Linked DNA regions of Sus scrofa: region 2 is linked to region 1. A link is a contact called in public HiChIP or PLAC-seq data. All regions are on one chromosome and are shown on one strand. Each heading gives the region's core, a stretch centred on a gene start, on an enhancer-like site or on the middle of the called end of the contact. The rest is flanking DNA. Distances are from core to core; before and after follow the strand shown.

The links. HiChIP or PLAC-seq counts read pairs in DNA pulled down with a chosen protein or histone mark.
Region 2: a contact with region 1 is called in an H3K27ac HiChIP or PLAC-seq map of skeletal muscle. The contact joins the promoter of IRF2BP2 here to the enhancer-like site in region 1. A contact is called at or near these places in 6 of 47 Hi-C or Micro-C datasets (alveolar macrophages, embryonic fibroblasts, heart right ventricle and 3 more) and 2 of 2 datasets of contacts at active chromatin or transcription factors (alveolar macrophages and skeletal muscle).

Annotation. Positions count from the first base shown.
Region 1 is chr14:56,338,776-56,344,191 of Sscrofa11.1, forward strand. No RefSeq gene overlaps it. Among named protein-coding and RNA genes, the nearest start is that of IRF2BP2, 200 kb to the right of the region's middle. Within about 2 kb of position 2,001, at least 28 of the 83 cell types and tissues checked have an H3K27ac peak or open chromatin away from gene starts, as enhancers often do. A contact at or near this core is called in alveolar macrophages, liver, retroperitoneal adipose tissue and 1 more, where this site is marked.
Region 2 is chr14:56,543,019-56,548,434 of Sscrofa11.1, forward strand. It overlaps IRF2BP2 (interferon regulatory factor 2-binding protein 2), which reads left to right and starts at 2,774. Exons shown (of 2, transcript XM_021074288.1): 1 at 2,774-3,868; 2 at 4,506-5,416. The coding sequence starts at 2,866. The coding sequence ends at 5,221. It overlaps LOC110256820, which reads right to left and starts at 2,867. Exons shown (of 2, transcript XM_021073692.1): 1 at 2,462-2,867; 2 at 1,994-2,400. The coding sequence starts at 2,867. The coding sequence ends at 1,994.

The sequences.
Region 1 (5,416 bases), core at 751-3,250:
CCTGTCAAATATATTTGCATAAATTCTTCTTTTTGTCTTTCAAGCTACAAGACCTAGATTTTGCTTTGTCTTAATGGGCTTGATCACATGTTGTATAGAATGCTGCTTGCTTGCTTGCTTCTGAGTGGTACTGGGTCCTCAGGGCCTGCATACATAACCAACAACATAATTCATAGAATCTAGTGAAAAATAGAACTGCAGGGATCCTTGCTCAATAGTTATTAAAATTTTCAAGTGAGTGACAGCAGAGCATTGGACCAAGAGCTTGCCTCCATGAAATCTGTTATTTCTACATAAATAAATTCTTATGACTAAGCCTAGGCATGATCTGTGACTTAGCCTTCATTTGTTTCTTAGCTATTTTTAACTTGCAAACCAAGATTATTCTATCTCTCTCAGTGCTTTGAAATCTTCCACTGACCTCTGGTTTCTGTTGTTGCTATCAAAAAGTCTGCTGTCAGAGCTTCCTGGTGGCTCAGTGGGTTAAGGATCTTTGTCATTGCTGTGGTGTGGGTTCCATCCCTGGCCCTGGAACTTCCCCATGCCGTGGGTACAGCCCCCCCCGAAAGTCTCCTGTCAGGTTAACTCTTGTTTCTGTTGTCAAACTATTTTCCCCACTGATTTATTTTGCCTTTGGCAGTTTTTTCTTACAATGTATCTATTTTTATGTATCTTGTTTTGACCTAATTTTGCTTCCTGGATCTGATTTTCATCCCATTTTAGAAAATTCCCAGCCACTACCTTTTAAAATATTACCTCTTGCCCTGTTTTTTTTCTCTCTGGAGGTCCAGTGTGGTAGATGCTAGAACTTTTCATGTCTTCTTTTCATTTTTAAAACCACTTTATCTTTGGGTGCTGCACTCTAGGTAATCTCCTTCCAAATAATTTTCTGGATCTCCAATTCTCTCTTCAGCTGTCTCATCTGATCTTTAAACCCACTGGCTGAGCTTTTTCTTTTAATGATACACATTTCATTTCTAGACTTATATTTAGTCTTTTTTTCAAATATATTTGGTCTTTGAAAAAGAGTCTGATAGTATTATTCATAATTTTGACTTCTCCTTTTGCATTTTAATTATCTTGACCATATTTTTTTTTCTTGATAGTTTCATTATCTGATGTTCTTGGGGAGCCTGTGGTTCAATATCCATGTCGCCTATTGTGTGTGTTACTTTGGTTCTGTGTGGACTCTTGCTCTTGTCTCCTAAAGCATTTTAAAGCATTTTATAGTTTTTGACTGTGAGCTCCTAATTTTAAAAAATGCTCACTCTCAGGATCTTGTGTGGCCGAGGTTGAGGATCTGTTTCTATAGAGAAGTTTTTCAATTTCTTTAGCAACTTCCCCTATGATATTATGAGATTAGAACTCTTTTTATGTTACTTAATTGATTTCTAGACCATGCAGGTGAATACATTTAAATTCAAACCTGTGTGAAGTGTGGCCTGTGGTTATGAAACTCAAGGTGACTTTTTTTCCCTGCCAGAGCTCCAAGTGCCCAGACAGCCAAAGTGTCAGCACCTGCCCTGCTGTTCAGCCTGCTCTGGTCTCAGGGATTTCCTTTGCTGATCTCAGCTGTGCTATTAAAACTGTGTTTGTTATTTTTGTAGGCATATCTAGGTATTTTGTGGCCGGAGGTTTTTCAGATTCTCCTTTATGATATTGCTACAAATGATAGTTCCTGTCATTCTGCATTTCTGAGCTCAGAAAAAGCCTTCTCACTATGGATTACATATTTTGAGATCTCTTTCGATGTTAGAAACATCTTTTGGAGGAGGCCAGGAGCCCTGACTAAATTCATGGCAGTTCTGTTGTGCTGATCAGAAAGTACTCCTCCTTTTTATATATGGCTGTTAGTTAGATGAGACTTTGATTTTGTTCTGCAAAAGAAAACAGCTAATGTACTCTTTGCTAAAAATGACTGGCGTGCACAAATGGCTGGATTTATTTAGAAGGAACATGTGAGATGTTTAAACAGATCTTGGGAATTTGAGGACGCTGGGAGGGTTGCTCAGCACTGAAGGGAAAACAGAGGGAGAAAGGCATTTCACATCCCTGGGCCACGCTTGTGCTCTAGCTTCAAAAAATGCAAGGATTTCTCTCTGTGCTTCCTTCCTTTTGTCATTGAATTTTCTGCCCCTTAATGATCTGCTTTACAGAAAATGAGAAAGTCTTTGCCCAAAGAAGCTCCAGAGAAGTGAAGTCAGATTACTGTAAAAGGCTTTGCGGCTGAGTCAGCAGGGAGGGCAGCTGGAGATCATTTCCTGTCTCAGCCTGGAGAAGGGCGCTACCCAGGAAAGGGATGTCTGAGCTGGAAGGACTCTAGTTGGTTCCTGAACCTCTCCAGGGACCTGCAAGGCTCACTGCATGGACTGTTCTGATAGCCAGACAGGAAAAATATAGCCCTGCGGACCAGGAAGGAAATTCATTCATTTGTTCATTCATTCATCACTCTTACTTCCTATTAAAGTGAGGGGGGGTGTCTGGGGAATTTAGGCAGGAAACTTTCAATATGAATAGATATATGCACTTAACTTTTGTTGTTGTTGTTGCGTGTTTTGCTTTTACTATTTTTAGAAACATTTATCGAAGTACAGTTAATTTTTTTATTGTTGCTTTTTGGTTTGAAAACCTTATTTGCTCTGAAGGCAAAACACTTAATGATGCTCAGTGGTTTTGTTGTTACTATTCTGTGAATGTGTTTTTTAGAAAAAAAGATGGTTCAGTGGCATGGCCTTTGCCAATGAGGGAATTCTGGGCCTATTCGTTCATTCATTTTTTTCCATTCAAATAGTATTTATCCAGCATTATGCTATGTAAGGCTTTGTACTAGTGCTTTTGGTCTAAAAAGGCAAATTATAAATGGTCCCTGCCCTTGGGAATCTCAAAGTCTAATGCCTTGAAAAGAGGCCAGGGAGTTCCCTTTGTTCCTCAGCAGGTTGACTCGTATCCATGAGGTTGTGGGTTTGATCTTCGCCTCACTCAGTGGGTTAAGTATCCAGCGTTTTGTGTAGGTCACAGATGCAGCTTGGATCCTGCATTCCTGTGCATGCACAGAAAAGGCTAAATGAGACCAAATTACTCTTCAAATAATCTAAGCAGAGATTCACAACGAATAGTTCCATAGCTTTTATTATTATTATTATTATTATGGTGATAAAGGAGACATAACATAACAACCGTTTTAGCCATTTTTCAGGGACGTTTTCATTCACGTTATTGTGCAACTACCATCACCATCCATTTCTAGAACTTTGTCATCTTCCCAAACTGAAACTCTGTCCCCATGAGACACCAGCTCTCCCTTCTCATCCTGGCAACCACCATGCTGCTTTCTGTCTCTCTGAGCTGGACTCCTCGAGTTACCCCTACAAGTGGAATCATGCCACATGGGTCCTTTTGTGCCTGGTGCATCCATAACTTTTTTAATCGAAGGAAACAGGCTTTACAGAAACAAAAACCTCAGCCTTGTCCCTGACTGATTCACCACTTGACTGGGCCCAGGGTAAGACAGTCAACTTTTCCTAATGCCCTCAGCTCTACAATAGCTCAACTGCTTTATAATCTTTTTTTTTGGAAAAGTCCATCCCAGTGCGTGATATTAATCAGTTCATGTCTGCTGACATTTTTATAGTGCTTAGGAGGCTGCCGCTCCCTGGAGACTCCACACAGCATCCCTCCATGGGTGGCGGCACAGTGAGGTCAGAAGCTCACAGGTGGGCCAGCACCTTGGCTCTGCAGAAAGCCTGCTGCTTCCATAGGCTGCACGTTTCCCAGGGCTTTGAGTAGAGAGCCCCACTGTTCCCAAAGCCCAGCTGCCTGCCAGAAACCCAGGCCCTGCGGATGTCCCTGCCCTGCCCTCCTCCCCCTCATTGACGTGAACTCTGAGCCGGGCTGTTTAGCATCTTTCCTCTGGAGCCAATCAGACACCTGCCAAAGAGCGCCATCTTTTGTGTCCCTTGCTATATTTGAGATCTTTCATGCATTGGGAGTCCTCAGTGGGGTTAGAGAAAGACCTGAAGTCAGGAGGAGGACTGGGTCAAGTTTCCAATTGTATTTCTGGGGCAGTTGGATGTGAAGTGACATGTGTAATTTACAGTGGGCATGGTTTGATGCCATTTTCTTGGGGTTACTTTTTTTGCATATTCTTTTCCACAATGGTTCATCCCAGGATATTGAATATAGTTCCCTGTGCTCTGCAGTAGGATTTTGTGGTCTATCCGTTCTCTATATAATAGTTTGCATCTGCTCATCCCAACCTCCTGCTCCACCCCTCCCGCAATGGGGTCTGATATTTTTTTTTTTTTTTTTTTTTTTTTTTTTTTTGTCTTTTTGCTATTTCTTTGGGCCGCTCCCGCGGCATATGGAGGTTTCCAGGCTAGGGGTCGAATCAGAGCTGTAGCCACTGGCCTAGGCCAGAGCCACAGCAACTCGGGATCCGAGCCGCATCTGCAACCTACACCACAGCTCACGGCAACACCGGATCCTTAACCCACTGAGCAAGGGCAGGGACTGAACCCACAACCTCATGGTTCCTAGTCGGATTCGTTAACCACTGCGCCACGACGGGAACTCCGGGTCTGCTTCTTATTCCACCAGAATATAAGATCTACACAGGCTGGTCTGATCACTGTTGTATCCTTAGCCCAGAAGACAGCCTGGAACCAAGCATGAATATCTCCTCCAAGTAGGAGGAAACATCCCGTTGTCAGGATATTTGCTACATCAAGCAATACACAGAAAACAGTGTTATTAGAAACCAGAATATGAGACCATTAATAAATTCACTCATGCTACTTAATCAAGAAATATTCCCACCTATCTCTCTCTGACTGACTTCCTTTGGTCTGAGAATCTCTAGTTGCATCCATGTTGCTGCAAATGCCAGTATTTCCTTCTTTTTCATGGCTAAGTAGCACCTATATGTGGGATATAAAATATGGCACAAACGAACCCATATAGAAAACAGAAACAGACTCACGGACATAGAGAATAGACTTGTGGTTGCCAAGGGGGGGGGAGGGAGAGGGATGGACTGAGAGTTTGGGGTTAGCAGATGCAAACTATTACATTTAGAATTGGTAAGCAATGAGGACCTACTGTACAGCACAGGAAACCATGTCCAATCTCTTGGGCTGGATCATGATGGAAGGTAATATGAGAAAATGAGTGTATATATATGTATTACTGGATGACTTTGCTGTACAGCCGAAAATGGCACAACATTGTAAACCAACTATACTTTAATAAAAAAATACATAAAAAATAAAGACACCGGAGTTCCCTTCATGGATCAGTGGTACGAACCCGACTAGTAACTATAAGGACAGGGGTTCAATCCCTGGCTTTGCTCAGTGGGTTAAGGATATGGCGTTGCCATAAGCTGTGGTGTAGGTTGCAGACATGGCTTGGATCTGGC
Region 2 (5,416 bases), core at 1,524-4,023, 210 kb after region 1:
TAAAATAAAAAGGAAACACTCTCCATCTGGAGAAGAAAAGCTCTGTTCTACAAAAATCCTCACTGAATACCTCTCAGGGCAGAATTTGGATCTCGGTATTTCTATTTTGGGATGGAGCCACAGGCCTGCCCATGAGGATATTACAGTGCCCTGGCAGGTACATGAGTATAATTAGGCCATGACTCTAACCCCAAGTTGTTTTCTTTTAATCTTTCAGTCACTCCTAGTGGGGCCATTTCTTAGGGGTGAGATGGCTCATCTCTCTGCAGCACAGAGACTGGGCCTCATCCCCTATGGCAGTGGCCTAGTGGGATCAAGTCACGTGCTAGAATGAGTGGCACAGGGTCTCCCAGGAGAGTGGCAGGTCTTGAAAGAGGTGTGGGACACCAGGGACCAGGAATGACCCAATCCGCTGGCACCAGCTGCTTGGGAGAAAAAAAATCAGGGTCCTATTTTTCCAAGCAGGAGAGGGTGAGGCAGGACTATAATTGCAGGGCAAGATCCGGGAACAGATGGGGAGACCTTTATGGCAGGCGCACCCTCTCTGGAAATCCCCAAGAGAAGACATTCAGGGTTCGCCTATAAAAACATTTAAGTCTGGCATTACGTTTTCTGTGCCATTTTCAGACAGGTTTTTTCTTGTGCTTTAAGCAGCTCCCTCCACTGTTTCTCTAAGGGTGTTTTTCCTCTTCCTTGTGGTTAATCCTTTGAAGCAACCTGGCATTTTCAATAGCAACAACTAGAAAAGAAACGTCAGCAGGATTTTTCTTCTCTCTCCACCTACCAATCCAGTTGTAGGGAAGATAATATAATTAGTACCCTGTTCTTCCCACACTTAACCAGCTCATTCCAGTATCAGGGAGAGATGTGGGCCTGTTTTCCAACAAAGGAAGCTCCCAAGGCCGCCCTTACAGACTTGAAGTGTAAAAGTCCCAACTGCGAGTGACTAAGCCAGCGTCTATTAGTCAGTTAAGACTAACGACCAGCCAAAAGTAATTTACCATAACACACGCCAGCTCCTCCTCCCGATAAAAGTGTGAAACTCAAGTGCTCATTTCAGTCTGGGCAGAGTCTGTGGCGGCCTACAGTGGCAGAGCGCGGCCAGGCTCTGCGGCCACATCTCGCCTTCGCGCCAGGCGGGTTCGCACCCACCGGGGTTAAGCCCAACCCGGGCCTTGCCAGGGGCGCAAGGCTGCCACTGCCCCACCGCGGCGCCGGGGACGCCAGAGCAGCCAGCGGGGTAGCCGGTCGCTCGCCCCCACGGCGGGCGCGGGCCAAGCCCCGCTGCCGCTCGTGCCCGCGCCGCGCGCCACCTGGAGTCCAAGTTTGGCTCCGAGAGGCGGGGTCTGGAGCAGAGTCGCGGCGGGGGCGGAGCCTGCGCGGTGACGCGGCCGCGTTGGCCGCTGACCCCGGATCCCTGGAATGTGCATTCGTTCAATGGGGCCGCCAGTGCCAGCGGCGCCGAGTCACGTCCGCGCGGAGCGTGCGCACTCGGTGGCGGCGCACGCGGCCCCGCGCCCACGTCACGCGCCCGCCGCGCGGGCCTGCAGCAGGCGACCGGGATCCCCGCGTGGCCCGGCGGGCTGCGGACTGGGGAAGAGGGGGATCGGAACCTCCTCGGGCAGCGTACCCGCTCGCTCCCGGAAGGGCTCCGTAGAAGGGCGGGTGGACGCGGCCCTAGGCTTGGGCGCGCACCCTCCTGTTGTAAAAGTTTAGGGGACCGGCGGCGCGTGTGTCCTTCCCAAGACATGCGGGTGTAAAAGCACTCACCGAGGAGTTCAAATAAAGCTCCTTACAAAACTGTGAACAGCACTTGACTGAAAATCCCCATCCTCAAGATGCTACTAACAGAACCAGGTTACAGAGTGGCCTGGCTTTTCAAAACATGAGTTCTAGCACGGTTTGGCTCAAACAGCCCTAGACGAGAAGGAACTGCCTGAGCAGTCGAGGGAGCCGAGCGGGTGGAGGAAAGCAAGCCACACCAGCGACGGCTTCACGTCGGGGACACGAGCCGCGGCGCAGGCGGGTGGTGCTGACCCGCGGGCGGGCGCCGCGGAGCCGGCTCTCCCGGCAGCGCTCGTTCTCTGGCGGGGGGAGGGGGAGGGAGCGGGGGAGGGCGGGCGCGCGCGCGCGAGGGGAGGGGGCCCGCGCAGGCGCCTTGCGAGGCTGTCGAAGAATCAAGTCTGTAGAAGTGGAGCGGCCGCGGCGGCAGCAGCAGCAGCGACGGCGGCGGCGGAGCTGAGGCGGGCTGGGCGCTGAGGCGGGCGCTGGAGAGCGGCGACGCCAGGAGCTGTGAGAGAGCAGCGGAGCGACCCGGGCCCGTGCCGCGCCCGAGCTCCACGCCGCACGGCCGCCGCCGCCGCCGCCCCGGCGCGGCATGCCCCGCCGCTCGGGCTGAGCCTGCCCCGGCGGCCGCCCCCCGCCCCCCGCCCCCCCGGCCTCCCCGCCCCCCGCCCCGCACTCCGCGCCGGCCGCCGCCGCGACCTGCTGCGCTCCCCCGCGCCCGCGCGGCCCGTCTTCGCCCCGGTCTGGAGGCCCGCCGCGGCCCCGGCCGAGCCCCCGCCGCCGCCGCCGCCGCCGCGCCCGCCGCGCCGCGCCGCCCCGCCGCCCACCCGCGCCCGCGCCGGCCGGGGGGACGTGCTGCCGCGGCTGCAACCCCTCGCCCCGCGCCCGCCGCCCCTCGTGCACCGGGGGCGCTGCGCGGGCGCCGATCCTTCGCGGGCTTTGCCGCCGCCGCCGCCTTTGCGGCCGCCGCCGCCGCTGGTGGGGGAGACGCGGGGTTGGGGGGGGAGGAGGGCGCGCGTGGTGCCGGCGGGGAGCGGCGGCGCCCCCTCCTCCTCCTCCGGCGCCGCGGGCTCCTCGGACATGGCCGCGGCGGTGGCGGTGGCGGCCGCGTCCCGGCGGCAGTCGTGCTACCTGTGTGACCTGCCCCGCATGCCCTGGGCCATGATCTGGGACTTCACGGAGCCCGTGTGCCGCGGCTGCGTCAACTACGAGGGCGCCGACCGCGTCGAGTTCGTCATCGAGACGGCGCGGCAGCTCAAGCGGGCGCACGGCTGCTTCCCGGAGGGCCGCTCCCCGCCCGGCGCCGCGGCTCCGGCCGCCGCTAAGCCGCCGCCGCTCTCCGCCAAGGACCTTCTCCTGCAGCAGCAGCAGCAGCTCGGCCACGGCGGCCCCGAGGCCACCGCGCGCGCCCCGCAGGCCCTGGAGCGCTACCCTCTGGCAGCCGCCGCAGCCGAGCGGCCCCCGCGCCTCGGCTCCGATTTCAGCGGTAGCCGCCCGGCGGCCGGTCTGGCCCAGCCGCCAACGCCGCAGCCGCCGCCCGTGAACGGCATCCTGGTGCCCAACGGCTTCTCCAAGCTGGAGGAGCCGCCGGAGCTGAACCGCCAGAGCCCTAACCCGCGGCGCGGCCACGCCGTGCCTCCCACCCTGGTGCCGCTCATGAACGGCTCGACCACGCCGCTGCCCGCCGCTCTTGGCCTGGGCGGTCGCGCCGCCGCCTCACTGGCCGCCGTGTCCGGGGCCGCGGCTGCCGGGCTGGGCTCGGCGCAGCCGGCCGAACTGGGCGCCCACAAGCGGCCGGCGTCCGTGACGAGCAGCGCGTCGGCGGAGCACGAGCAGCGCGAGGCGGCAGCCAAGGAGAAGCAGCCGCCGCCGACCTCGCACCGCGGCCCGGCAGACAGCTTGACCACCGCGGCCGGGGCGGCCGAGCTGGGCACGGAGGGCGCGGGCAAGGGCCGCGGGCCCGGCGATCAGGACTGGGTCAACAGGCCCAAGACGGTTCGAGACACGCTGCTGGCGCTGCACCAGCACGGCCACTCGGGGCCCTTCGAGAGCAAGTTTAAGAAGGAGCCGGCCCTGACTGCAGGCAGGTTGTTGGGTTTCGAGGCCAACGGGGCCAACGGGTCTAAAGCAGGTAGGGGCGGCTGTGGAGTGAGGTGATCTCGGGGCGAAGAGGGGACGGAGAGCAGAGGAGGGGGTGCCCTTCCCATTCACCATTTCTCCCCCGGCCGGCCCAGAAACAACAAACACCCAACTTCCTGATTTGCCCGAGGCGGAACCAGTGCTTAGTGGCAACGTGTTCCTGTGCTGAAGTAGCACAACAGAGATGAGTCAGACCGGGCTGATAGGCACTGACACCGGGTTTTCCTTTCCCAGCACATTCTTGGAGGAGAGCAGGAGAGCACCAGTCACCTTTTAACCTGCTGGGGGACGTTAGCAGTCGTATGCCCGGTTTAGCCGGGCTACATGCTTGCGTGTGTCAGAATAGGCCGTTGTGTAGGAATCGTTTTCTGTGGCTTTTGTGTTTTTGAGTGGCATACTGCCTCAGCCCTGTAAGTTAAGTGTTTTAAGTTACACGTGCTCTTGAAAGCTCACGTGAGTTTTTATCTACCAGCTTTCAGAGAATAAAAATGCTTTAGCGAATTTTGTTTCATGTTAGTAAAAGGCCTTTCCGGTGCACCTTTATTTATTTTCTCTTTTCCCTTTTATTTCTCTTTTTCCAGTTGCAAGAACTGCAAGGAAAAGGAAGCCTTCACCAGAACCAGAAGGTGAAGTCGGGCCCCCTAAGATCAATGGAGAGGCACAGCCCTGGCTGTCCACATCCACTGAAGGGCTCAAGATCCCCATTACGCCTACATCCTCTTTTGTGTCTCCACCACCACCCACTGCCTCACCTCATTCCAACCGGACCACACCGCCTGAAGCGGCCCAGAACGGCCAGTCCCCCATGGCAGCCCTGATCTTAGTTGCAGACAATGCTGGAGGCAGTCATGCCTCTAAAGATGCCAATCAGGTGCACTCCACCACGAGGAGGAACAGCAGCAGTCCACCGTCTCCGTCCTCTATGAACCAAAGAAGGCTGGGCCCCAGAGAGGTAGGGGGCCAGGGGGCAGGCAGCACAGGAGGACTGGAGCCAGTGCACCCCGCCAGCCTCCCGGACTCCTCTCTGGCAGCCAGTGCCCCGCTGTGCTGCACCCTCTGCCACGAGCGGCTGGAGGACACCCACTTTGTGCAGTGCCCGTCCGTTCCTTCGCACAAGTTCTGCTTCCCTTGCTCCAGACAAAGCATCAAACAGCAGGGAGCTAGTGGAGAGGTCTATTGTCCCAGTGGGGAAAAATGCCCTCTTGTGGGCTCCAATGTCCCCTGGGCCTTCATGCAAGGGGAAATTGCAACCATCCTTGCTGGAGATGTGAAAGTGAAAAAAGAGAGAGACTCTTGACTTTCCGGTTTGAGAAAAACCCAATGATTACCCTTAACTAAAACTGCTTGAATTGTATATATCTCCATATATATAAATATATATATATATATACACACATATATATATATATATCCAAGACAAGGGAAATGTAGACTTCATAAACATGGCTGTATAATTTTGATTTTTTTTGAATACATTGTGTTTCTATTTTTT